Linked DNA regions of Mus musculus: region 1 is linked to region 2. A link is a contact called in public HiChIP or PLAC-seq data. All regions are on one chromosome and are shown on one strand. The core of a region is the stretch at or near the end of the contact, and the rest is flanking DNA. Distances in the headings are between cores, read along the strand shown. Region 1 overlaps Slc6a6 (solute carrier family 6 (neurotransmitter transporter, taurine), member 6). Region 2 has its middle 20 kb from the start of Fbln2.

Region 1 (5,869 bases), core at 417-2,916, 540 kb after region 2:
AAATGAGCACTTTGTAGTTCATTTTGTCATGGTGCCGGTAACAGAACCCAGGGTCTTGCCCATGCTGGCTTAGCTGCCAAGTGGCCCCCAACCCCTGACCTCTTGTTCTCTTTCCCTAAAGGCGCAATGTGCTCAGCCTGTCCTCCGGAATCGACAACCCAGGCAGTCTGAAATGGGACCTCGCGCTCTGCCTCCTCTTAGTCTGGCTCGTCTGTTTTTTCTGCATCTGGAAGGGTGTTCGATCCACAGGCAAGGTGAGTGGACTCCATCCCCTGCCTCAGGGACAGCCCCACTGTGGCCAGCTCCTCTTGAAGGCTGAAGTACCTTTCAGTGAGTGCTACCTAGAAGGAGGTTCCATGTTGGACATAGGAGTGCTCTGACAAGACACACACACACAGCCCCGTGTGGCTTTGTCTCTTACTGGGTAAAGTCCCTGGGTGTCCCCTACTCACTGATCAGGAGATTAGTGACCTTGTGACTGGCAGGCAACCAAGGTGTCCCCACTGAGCTTCTGTCACCAGCCACTGATGTGCACTGTTGGTATGGTGAGCTAAGCTAGCGGAGCCAAAGGCCAGTGGCGGCCCTACTGCTGGCTTTGATTATCCACCCACAATGTGGACCCTAACTTTGCAAAGTGATCTGGCAGCACCCAGAGTTTAAAAGAGATGCTGAAGCAGGACCACCCAGCTGCCCTGTATGACTGTCCTTGTACAGGGTGCAGAGCCCCCTGCTGTACTGAACCTCAGTCTGAAGGGAAGCCAGCCAGGCCTGGACCACTCCCTGCTAACATTCTCCGTAAGACAAATAGGCAATGTGATGTTGTCTGTTCTCTTAGGGACCCTGCCCACTGTGCTTCCTACTGCCCCACAGTCCTGGGAGCGTGCTTGTTATTCTCCTATAAACACCAAGGAAGCTAAGACTCATAAGAGGTCAGGCAGCTTGTCTAAGAGCAGCCCCTCCCCTGAGCTGCCCCCTTGGCTGTTGAACAGTGAACTTGAGGGTTGAGATGAGGCACATCAAGATTCAGGTCTGCAGACCAATGGACCTGTCCTTCACTCTTGAGGAAGTAGCAATTGCCTTCTTCCCTCTGCCTCCTTTTCCCATATAAAGCTAGTCTGTCCAGGAGTGTCTGGGGGAACTCTGGTGCTAAGCATGCTGGAGAGAGTCAGTCCGGTTCAGTTGTGATGTCCTTTGAGCCTCTTGTATGTGGATCTCGTTGTAGAAACAGAGTGAAGGTATCTACATGTTCAACATGTGTGGCTACTGGGAAGAGCTAGAAAGATGAGCAGGGGGCACATGTGCCATTTATAGGGTGGCTGGGCAAAAGTGACTGTGGTGACTGAGCCAACAGGAGTAGGGGATAGAGAGTTGAGTATCTGAAGAGGGTTGCAGACAGAGGCAGTGGTCAGTGTAAAAGGCCCTGGAGTGCATCTGGCCAGGATGTAGGGAGCTTACTTCAGTCTTATGGAGTAAGTTGATGTCTACAAGGCACAGTCAGCAATGTTTGAGACACAGCACACTTACAAAGGGGACAGAGCCAAGGCCAAATAGGGGGGTGCCAGGGTGTAGCTATGGCTACTGTGAAAACATGACTGGCCAGAGGCACCCCAATCTACCCTGAGCTATACCCTGCTTGTGAGGCACGTGTGGTTCCTAGAACAATAGCAGCCCTGATGGGTCAGAGAAGCCAAGACAAACAACTCTGTGGACTTTCTCCAGCTCAGTGCTGAGAGGCCTTCAGAGGCCATCCGCCTGCCCGCCTACCCCATTTAGGGGCCCACCCACTGGCTGGCTTCAGCTTCCAGCCCTGGCTGCACACCAGATGTGGCCAAGTTTGTTTCTGTGGCTAACTTAGTCCAGGAGACGGGAGGGTGATGGATGGAGGACCCGAGTTCAGGTGCTTGGCTTTTCTTTCCTGGCCTTTCCAACTCTCTGAGGGTCTGAAACAGGTCCCAGGATGAATGTCAGTTTCACTTATTCAACTAACCAGGTTGCTGAAATACTCACGAGTCACCTCTATGTTGGCGACAGCTCATTTAATCCCCCTGAAGTTCTCTGATCCTGTACAATTGAAACTGAGGTTCAGAGAGCTTAACTAACGTTCCCCAACGCTACACAGCTTGTCGGTGACCAGACTGGGATTTGAACTCAGGCAACTCCCTTCTCCCACCTCTCCGTCTCATCCTCGTGCTGGCTGGCAGGTGCAGGGAGGCAGAAGCCTGGCATGTTCCTGCTTGCTCTCACAAGGAGACAGGTTGTTGGTGCTCACCCTGGAAAGGTCTGGATCTGTGTGTGGCTGGGTCTGTGGTCACACTCCAGGACAGCCTGTTTTGTCAGAAACAAAGCAGAATGGGGCAGACAGGGCTAGTTCTGGGTTTGGACCCAGCTCTGTCCATTATAAATGGAATGACTTTACAAAACCTCTTACCTTGCTCAGCCTCAGTTTCCCCTGGTGTAATGTAATCGAATGAGCTTGCTGGTCAGGCCATCTGCTCCCAAGTAAAGCTAAGTAGCAGGAGACCGGAAGCCAGGTCCCTCTTGCAAACCCACTAACCTCCAGAGGACCAGGGATGAGGTGCCCCCTAAGCCTCCATTTTCCACAAGGCCTCTGGCCCTGTTCTGAAGGATCAGCAACAGGAGTGGAAAAATACCACGTCCCACAGCAAGGCCTACTGGGCCACAGTCAGGGGCCCAAGGTGGCGCCTGGCACCAGCCTCTCCCTAGAGGATCCCGAGGGACAGTCACGGAAAAGTTGAGAGAATGGTTCTCGGGCTCATCCAAGGAGTAGCAAAGGCTACAAAACAAGGGTAGCTTTTTCTAGAGAGACGGCTGGGTAGGTGTGATGGGGAGGTGGCAGCAACAGTAACACTCCCAAAGATAGGGGAGCCCCAAAAGTACTTGGCCTAGATTAGATCCTACCTCTGAACACCTACTTCTAACTGGGGACTCCAGACAGGTGACATGACGGCTGGTATGGCCTGTTTGCTCACAAGGGAAGGGACATGTTGTAATGGCTCATCCAGGTATGGTAAGTATTAAGTAAGTTCATAGCACATAGTAGGCTTATTGAAGAGGCAAGCCAGGGAGCCCTCCCCACCCCAGTGAGCCCACCAGTGCTTCTGGCCACAGTCCACTGACTCTGAAGTGTTTGTAGCCCTCTGGGGAACCCCGTGGCGTGCCTTTCTATGGTCATTGTTTACCAGTTTGGGTGTGGCTTTGCAGGGCCTCAGAGAGGGGACCTGGCCAGGGGTGCCTGCCTGCCTAGCCACAGGAAGGGAGGGGACAGGAGGATTTTCTTTCTTTTATACTTTTAGTGGCTTCCTGATTGGCCTTTGTCCCGGGTGTCTGTCAGACCATCACGGGAAAAGAAGCGAGGGTGGCTGGGGACACAGAGGCCCAGAGAAAGAAAAAAGGCATCCAGGGGAGGGGTAGCAGGCAGGAGAGGGCCCTCCTTTAAGCCCTGCCACCACCTTCTGGGCTGTTTCCAAACACTCCCTGAAGACCTCGGTAGAGGGTGAGATCAGAGTTCCCCCTGGAAGCGGCAGCCACAGTTGCCAACTGGGAGGTAGGATAGATGAGCGGTAAACTCCAGCTGACCCTCTGGGCCAGTCCATCTCCTTATCTTAGCCTCAGAGCTGGGAACCTAAGCCTATCTAGTCCACGTCTCTCCCCTAAAAGTGGGGAAGGGTAGTGATAGTACCAGCCATTGTGCTTGAGTTCCTCTCCAAGGGGCTTGACCTCCTAGAAAGTATGGCCTCCCTCAGGCCTTCTACCCATGGTAAAGGCCAACTACCCTGCAGTGGGGTGGCTAAACAGCTCATAGGACCAGGCAAAGGGCATTATTACCCATCTCTTCCTCATCCCAACCCTAGCCACACAGCGTGACCCCATGGGTCTCCTGTAAGCTGGGAACCTGCTGGGTCTTTCCCATTCTGGGCATGACCTTAGGGAAGTTCCTGCCTACCTCTCAAGTCACTGTCAAGCAGGCTGTATGTCTTGACAGTCATCGGCTGGGCTCTGACCGTGCCGATGCTCACCCATCTTCCCCTGGATAAGGGCTGCTGTGACTCTTGTCCTCATTGTATATGAGAAGAAACCCAGAGAGAGTGACCAACATGGCCTGCATCTCAGAGTTGGAGCTGACCCCTTGTCTCACTCTGTATCCCCAGGCAGGCCTTGAACACATCTGCCTCAGCCTCCTGGGTGCTAGGATTACAGATGTGCACCTATACCTGCTTCTGTCTTTTTTTTTTTTTTTTAAATATGTGTAGGTATGTTGCCTAAATATTATGTGTGCCTGGTGTCAGAGATGACCAGAGATGTCAGGTCCTTTGCAACTGGAATTTCAACTGGGTCTAAGCTGCCACGTGGATGCTGGGAATCAATCTTGGGTCCTTTGCAAAAGCAGCCAGTCCTCTCAGCCACGTGTCATCTCTCGAGCCCTTTCTTTACTCCCAACCCCCCCACCGACCCCTGTGTTATACTGATAGTTGTCATGCTAGCCGATATGTGCTGAGTGCCATGTGACCACGGGCTGAGTCGTTGCCTAGGGTCCCTGATAGTTGACTCAGTCTGTATGTTTGTATTTTTGCATAATCTCTTCAAAGGGTGGGCATGCTTTCTGTCTTGCCTGCTTTGTTAAATTCTGAGCCTGAATGGGCTATGTGAATTATCCACAGGATTTTTTTTTAAATCTATAAGAGAGACCCTTATGTCATATTTAAGGAAAGTGGCAGAGGCTCAGGGGTCGCACAACACACTAAAGACGGCACGGCAAGTGAGACCAATATGTCTCTAGGGTCCTTGCTGCACCCAGGGCAAGCACGTGCCTCTGAGAGAAGAGGATGGCCCACACTTCATTGCAGCAAGGACACTCACAAGTCTACCCGATGCCTTCTCGACAACAGGTTGTCTACTTCACCGCTACTTTCCCGTTTGCCATGCTTCTGGTGCTGCTGGTCCGTGGACTGACCCTGCCAGGTGCTGGTGAAGGCATCAAATTCTACCTGTACCCTGACATCAGCCGCCTTGGGGACCCACAGGTACAGCAGGGTGTGGTACCTCATCCCAAGACCCTGTATAAACCGGTGGTGCACACAGGGTACAGATGGCAGTGTTTTCTCTGGCTCTTTGATGCCCATGTGTAGCCAACCATTACTGCCTGGTACTTCTCTCCTGGGCCAGTAGTGGCTCACAGTCCTTCTGAGCTACAGAGCCTGCCTCAGGCAATCACTCCTTGCTAAGGCGAGGAGGGGCCCCTGTTCCAGCCACATCAGGACCAGAGACTCAATGTTTAGGATACCATCCTCAGATAGGATCAATGGTGCTCTGAAGGTTAAGGGGGTCAAATTGTAAGTCCCCCTGTCTCAGCACATAGCTGAAGAGTGTTAGAGTTGGTGAAACCCCTGGAGGCTTTTGTGTGTCTTTTGAGACCTTTGTCCCAGGCTCCCAAGCCCCTGGGAAGCAGTTGAAAATTGGAGCAGAGCAGGGTTGGTGGCCAGCCTGAGCTGTAAGCTGGGAAGGTAGGCTTGCTGCCTTCCAGAGCTATAAGCTACAGTCCCTAGAGAAGTAAAGAATGCCTTGTGTTCTAACTTAGGTCTCAGACTAAGCCATCACAGCCGTCAAAGCTGCCTTGGTGTGCTTGATGTGGACCGTGGCAACTTAGCAATAGACTCAGAGAAGACTGCTCTTTACTGAGTGTGGAAAGTTGTTTGCAGGGGCAGGGTAGGCTAGGGGCCCATTCTGTAGATATGAAAAGCAAGGTTTCAGGAGTGGTACTGGTCACTCCAGAGTTAGAGGCCTTAACTGATGCAGGAAGAAGAGGGTCTTCCTCTGGGGTTCTAGATCTGCCCTCTGGGGTTCTAGATCT
Region 2 (5,577 bases), core at 1,943-4,442:
CATCTTTTCTTAGTGAGGCTGGAAGACAGCAAGCTCCCATTATCTGTTTGCCCTTGTACCTGGGGTTCCAATGATAAAGTACCAGTTTTTGAGTGAAATTAAAATGCTGGAAAATGCATACCAGCACCAGGCAGTGGTGTAGAGACGAGTCTGTTGGTGAAGCCAGAGGTACCATCACATTCAAGGTTCAGCGGATACTGGAGTGTGCCACCATTTGAACGCTGAGCAAATGAGAATTTTCCAAATGTCACAGGCCTGTTGTGAGACAATCCTGTGTGGGTGACAGCCATTTGGAGAGCTAGATCAGTTTACCAGTTTCCAGTAATTGTACCTGAAAATGTCCTTCTGGCTGGTTGGCACAGCGTACTGCCGCCGGGGTTGAGGAAAGTGCCACTTGCTGACTTTGGGAGCCACAGCAAAGGAAAACATCCAGGATTAGCAGAAAAGACAGTGAAGACACCCTGGGGTTTTCTTACCCCACATCTGGGAAACACCAGATTTCCTTCACATAGGGTCAGCAAAAATCAGATCTCATGACAGACTGCAGAAGCAGCTGTAAGAATCAGCTGTTCTTAATGAAGCTAGACACTAAAGAGATTTGTAAAAATGCAAAATAACCACACTTCTCACTGACTTTCCTTCCTTCCTTCCTTCCTTCCTTCCTTCCTTCCTTCCTTCCTTCCTTTCTTTCTCTTTTGAGACAGAGTTTCCTGTAGCCCAGGGTGGCCTCAGTCCTGATCTGTAGCCAAGGATGGCCTTGAACTCTTGATTCTTTTGCCTTCAACCCCCAAGTGCTGGGATTACAAGCATGTACCACCATACCAGTTTTTAATGCACTGCTGGAAATCTAACCGAGTACTTTGTGCACATCAGGCAAGCACATTGCTAGCTGAGCTACATCCCCTAGCCCATCACTGAATTTTTAAAAAGCACTTTTGGGGGACTGGAGAGATGGCTAAGCAGTTAAAAGCACTGGCTGATCTTCCAGGAGACCTGGATTTGATTTCCAACATGTCCATGATGATGGCTCATAACATCTGAACTTCCAGTTCCAGGGGATCCAACACCATCTTCTGACCTCCACAAGCATCAGTTTCCCAGTTAGCTCTCTCTTTCTCTGCCTTGTGCTTGTGGATCAGATGTAAGCTCTCAGCTATCGCTCCGATTCTATGCCTGCCTCTGTCATTTCTCCACCATGATGGTCATGGACTCGAACCCTCTGGAACTGTTAGACCCAAATTACCCAAATTAAATGCTGTCTTTTCTAAGTTGCCTTGGTTGTGGTGTCACGGGGATAGAATAGTAACTAAGTCAGTTTAGGAATGAAGGGAGATTGCCACCATGTCTGCTCAGGGGTACAGCAACAACCTAGCAAGTCACATGGGCAGGAGGAGTCAGGCTTGAGGCTACATGAGCGTTAGGCCTTGAGTTTGCAATGGGCTTGTGATGCTGAGGACTGTCAAGAATGACCTCTTCTTAAATCTGTTCTGGGAAGGAAAGCATCTAGAGGTTCAAGGAGTGGGCTTAGAACAGTGCAGGAATGAGCCCAAGGGTCTGCATCAGGACATGACAACAAGAGGGAGCCCACATCTGGCCCTTCCAGTCTCTTCTTACTGCAGGATGGGGCTACTGATCTGAGGTCTGAAGTAGGAGATGCTCTGCAGGAAACTTCCTTCCTGGCAGAGGACAAGGAAAGATGGGGGAGTGGGCAGAAGACCAGCCAGACAAAGGCCTCTTGTGAGGGGAAGGCTTTGGGACTAGCCCTGTCTGCACATAGGATTAGGGTCACCAGTGTGGTGAGCATCACTGCTGATCCAGGGTCCCTGCTGGGCCCAGTGGCTGGGGAGAAGAGAGCTGCTAAGCAGCTGTGCTGTGAGAGGGGCGAGCTCACAGCTCTCTGAGCTGGGAAACTGAGATGGCAGATGTGGTCGTCCTGGGATGACAGGGCATACCCAGAGATACACTGGCCCTGGAGACTTCTAACCCCCACTATCACTCAGACTCAGGACTGGGCTGTGTCCCAGGTTGTATACAGGCAGGATAAAGGCCAAGAGGATTTGGAGTCTCTGGCTCCGGGGGAACATCTCTATGGCGGGGCAGCAGGAAAGACCGCTCTTTGGATCTGAGAGGCCAAAGCCACTAGTGCACTGAATGGGCATGGGCAGACAGCTTTCCCAGGACAGCCAATGAGGGTGGCTAGAGGGGCCTAAACCAGAGCTGAGTGGCTAGGATGAGAGGGATGAAACAGAGGCCGAGATACGGATCTAGGTAATCTCAAGAAAGGAGTTTGCCAAACTATCTACTATTCCCACTTCCATAGGCAAGATCTCTGTTAAAGTGACACATGGCTGCTGCCCCTTGCCCCGCTGCCCCGCTGCTCCATTGCCCTGCTGCCCACTGCCCCACTGCCCAACTGCCCAGCTGCCCCGCTGCCCCATTGCCCTGCTGCCCACTGCCCCACTGCCCAACTGCCTAGCTGCCCCGCTGCCCCATTGCCCTGTTGCCCTGTGCCCTGCTGCCCTGTTGCCCCACTGCCCTGCTGCTATACATGGTAACTGATTGACCCCAGCCCTACTCCATTCACATCTTTTTTGCTCTCCTCCATCTGAACCTTAGGGTTGGGCAGTATGGACTTGGGCATAACATTGACTGCATGCCCTCTGTGGCCCTCTGGTACCTTGCTCTCTGCTTTCCCAGCTGGTTTGTATCCTCTGATTCTTTTCTAGGCCATTCCATCCTGACTCGTCATCCTCTTCCATTTCCTGCCAAGATCCATGTGGACCTCAGTCTCCTGGGGGCGGGGGGTACTTCTCTTGTTCAGAACCCCTGGCAGACTCCAGCATTGCCCATGCTAGACAGTACTCCTTGCAGCCAACCCTGGGCCCTACCCCAGTCTCTCTACTGCATTCTCCTCTTCCTCATTGCTCTGGTTCCCTCAAGGGTGCTGTTTCTGCCACCACCGCCAGTGTATCTGTTTCTCCCCAGAGCCCAGCCTGCAGCAGTGGTCCATTATCAACACCCCCACCCCATGCTACTTACAGTCTCTCTCTCCAGAGCTGGGTCCTGCAGGATGAGTAGGAGTGTTCAGAAAGAGTGATAGGAAAGGGCCTCAAGGCAGAGGAAGGAATGTGGTATGGGTATGGGAAAAAGGAAACCACAGAGCCAGCTCTCAAGCCTGGAAGACCAGGCTGAGTCACCCAGACTCTGGCCTGATGACATAGGGGGCATCAGGGCTTCCAGGCAGGGTGAGGCATGGCCATCTGTATGCTTCTGGAAGAGCTTTCCCTGTGGCCATAGTCAGGCTGAATGCCAAGTTGATTGGCAAAGATGAAGACTGTGCTGGGGCAGCACATTACTGTCTTGGTACACAGAACTTCATCAACACAGAGCTTGCACTCAGCATCTGTTTTTAAAGCCTGTTGCTTTAAGGCTGTACCATCTAACCTCTGCCCTGGTCCCCCAAGGCTCAGCTAAAGTTAAACAGCATGGTGTCAAAGGGCATCTCAAAACATGGAACTTCAGGCTCTCAGCTCAGCATAGGAAACTCAGGGAACAAGGTCAGAGAACAGTCGGGCCAGATTAGGGCCACAGTTTGGTTCTGGCTGCAGGTATCCCACTCAGATTCACCCACTAGCTTTTCAAGAGAAGCCAGAATATAGAATCTCTGGATCTCTTGACTTTAAAACTATCCTGGACAAGCACAGGCACTTGTGACCCAGCTCTGGATTGCTGTGAAGATATGCCAGCACAGGTTTCTCCTCCACATTCCTACCTCACCATACTCTTTTCCTAGCAAACAACAGGCCTGCTTCTTTTGAAACGGGACATCTGAGGCCCCTGGATAGAGCTGAGAGTCTGTGTAGGAGAAATCAGAGATGTATGCTCCCAAGACATGATAGTGGGGATGGAAAGAGCAGCTTGCACACCCATGCCTGTCACACAGTAACTATAATAGCCCTAAGTAAACCAATGAGCACAGCACGTCTGACAATAGAACCCATGTCTAAAAGGCAGGGGACTGGACACCAGCTGGAATCATGGATGAATTCTGGTTATTTAAATGAACAAGTTGCTCATAAAAAAGGCAAACTTTGGATAATTCTTCTTGTGTGGCATCCTTAAAACAGTTAAATTCAACCAGAAGGTAGCATATTGTGTGCCAGGGGCTGGGAGTTACCTTTTAAAGGGGTCAGAGTTGCCATTTGGGAAGATGGAAAGCTCTGGGGCATTGACTCCAAGGCTCCGTGACCCTGCCTCTTTCTATTGAGCTGCAGTGGTAGGTTGCATAAACATTATAGCTATCACGGAACTATTTTTAAAAAGTGAGAGATGTTTATGGAGGAAGGGGGAGGCAGACACAGAAAGCTGTTCAGGGCTTCAGCACCTATGGATCTGGGCTTCCCAGAGGTTCCAGAACCAGTGGATCCAGAGAAGTGACTGCTTGCCTAGGTAGGGTCAGCTTCCAGCTCTTTCCATGCTGCCTTTGTAAGAGGAGCCCGGCTTCATCAAGCTCACATTCCAGTCTGTAATAAGATGGCTGTGGCTTCTTCTGCTCCTCCTCCTTCTTTTTTATATTCTGTTATTTTATGTGTATAGATGTTGCCTGCATGTATGTCTGTGTACCACATGCATGGAGTAGCCATGGAGGCTAAAAGGGGGTGCCAGATCTCCTAGGACTGCCACAGGGGTGCTTAGAATCTGTCTTGGTTACTTTTCTATTGCCATGACTAATGTGAACGTATTTGGGGCTTACAGTTTAAGAGGGTTAAAGTTCATGGCTGTCATGGCAGAGAGCATGGCAGTAGGCAGGTAGGCATAGGGAGGAACAGTAGCTGAGGGCTTACATCTTAAAACAACCACGAGACAGGAAAGTTAACTGGGAATGGTGTTGGCTTTTGAAACCTCAAAGCCTAACCCTTAGTGATATTTTTTTTCTTTCAACAATTCTACACCTCCCAATACTTCCCAAATAATTCCACCAACTGGGGACCAAACATTCAAATACAAAAGCTTATGGGAAATATAAGAATCTATGAGGACCATTTTTATTCAGACCGCTACAGAAATCTAACCCAGGTTCTCTACAAGAACGGCCAGTGCTCTTAACTGTAGAGCCATCTACAGTTAAAGTGGGAACACTCCCCCTTTGAGGTTTATTTTATTTAATTTAACTGAACATGGTGGTGCCTTTAATCTCATCACTCAGAAACAGATGGATCTGAACTTGAGGCTAGCCTGGTGTGTATAATGAGTTCCAGGCTAGCCAGAGGTATATAGTGAGTACTGTCCAAAAGGGTGGGGGGCGCTGGGCTATGGTGGTACACACCTTTAGTCCCAGCCTTAGGAGGCAGAGGCAGGCGGATCTATAAAGTGAGTTCCAGGACAGCCAGGGCTACACAGAATAACCTTGTTTTGGGGGAAAAAAAGTGTTTAAAAGTGTGTGTGTGGTGCACTGTATGTGCAAATGCCAAGGAAGTGAGAAGAGGGTATTGAATCTCTCAAGAATTGAAGTAACAGGTAGCTGTGCGCTGGGAACAGAACTGGGTGCTCTCCAAGAATAGTCTCTATTCCTAACTG

Evidence for each region. HiChIP or PLAC-seq counts read pairs in DNA pulled down with a chosen protein or histone mark.
Region 1: a FOXA1 HiChIP or PLAC-seq map of pancreatic cancer cells shows a contact between it and region 2. The contact joins two enhancer-like sites. A contact is called at or near these places in 1 of 15 datasets of contacts at CTCF or cohesin (the NIH/3T3 cell line) and 1 of 115 datasets of contacts at active chromatin or transcription factors (pancreatic cancer cells).

What each region holds. Positions count from the first base shown.
Region 1 is chr6:91,734,970-91,740,838 of GRCm38.p6, forward strand. It overlaps Slc6a6 (solute carrier family 6 (neurotransmitter transporter, taurine), member 6), which reads left to right. Exons shown (of 15, transcript NM_009320.4): 6 at 122-254; 7 at 4,908-5,042. Among named protein-coding and RNA genes, the nearest start is that of Gm44981, 16 kb to the left of the region's middle. Within about 2 kb of position 1,667, at least 60 of the 459 cell types and tissues checked have an H3K27ac peak or open chromatin away from gene starts, as enhancers often do. A contact at or near this core is called in the NIH/3T3 cell line and pancreatic cancer cells, where this site is marked.
Region 2 is chr6:91,189,834-91,195,410 of GRCm38.p6, forward strand. No RefSeq gene overlaps it. Among named protein-coding and RNA genes, the nearest start is that of Fbln2, 20 kb to the right of the region's middle. Within about 2 kb of position 3,193, at least 60 of the 459 cell types and tissues checked have an H3K27ac peak or open chromatin away from gene starts, as enhancers often do. A contact at or near this core is called in the NIH/3T3 cell line and pancreatic cancer cells, where this site is marked.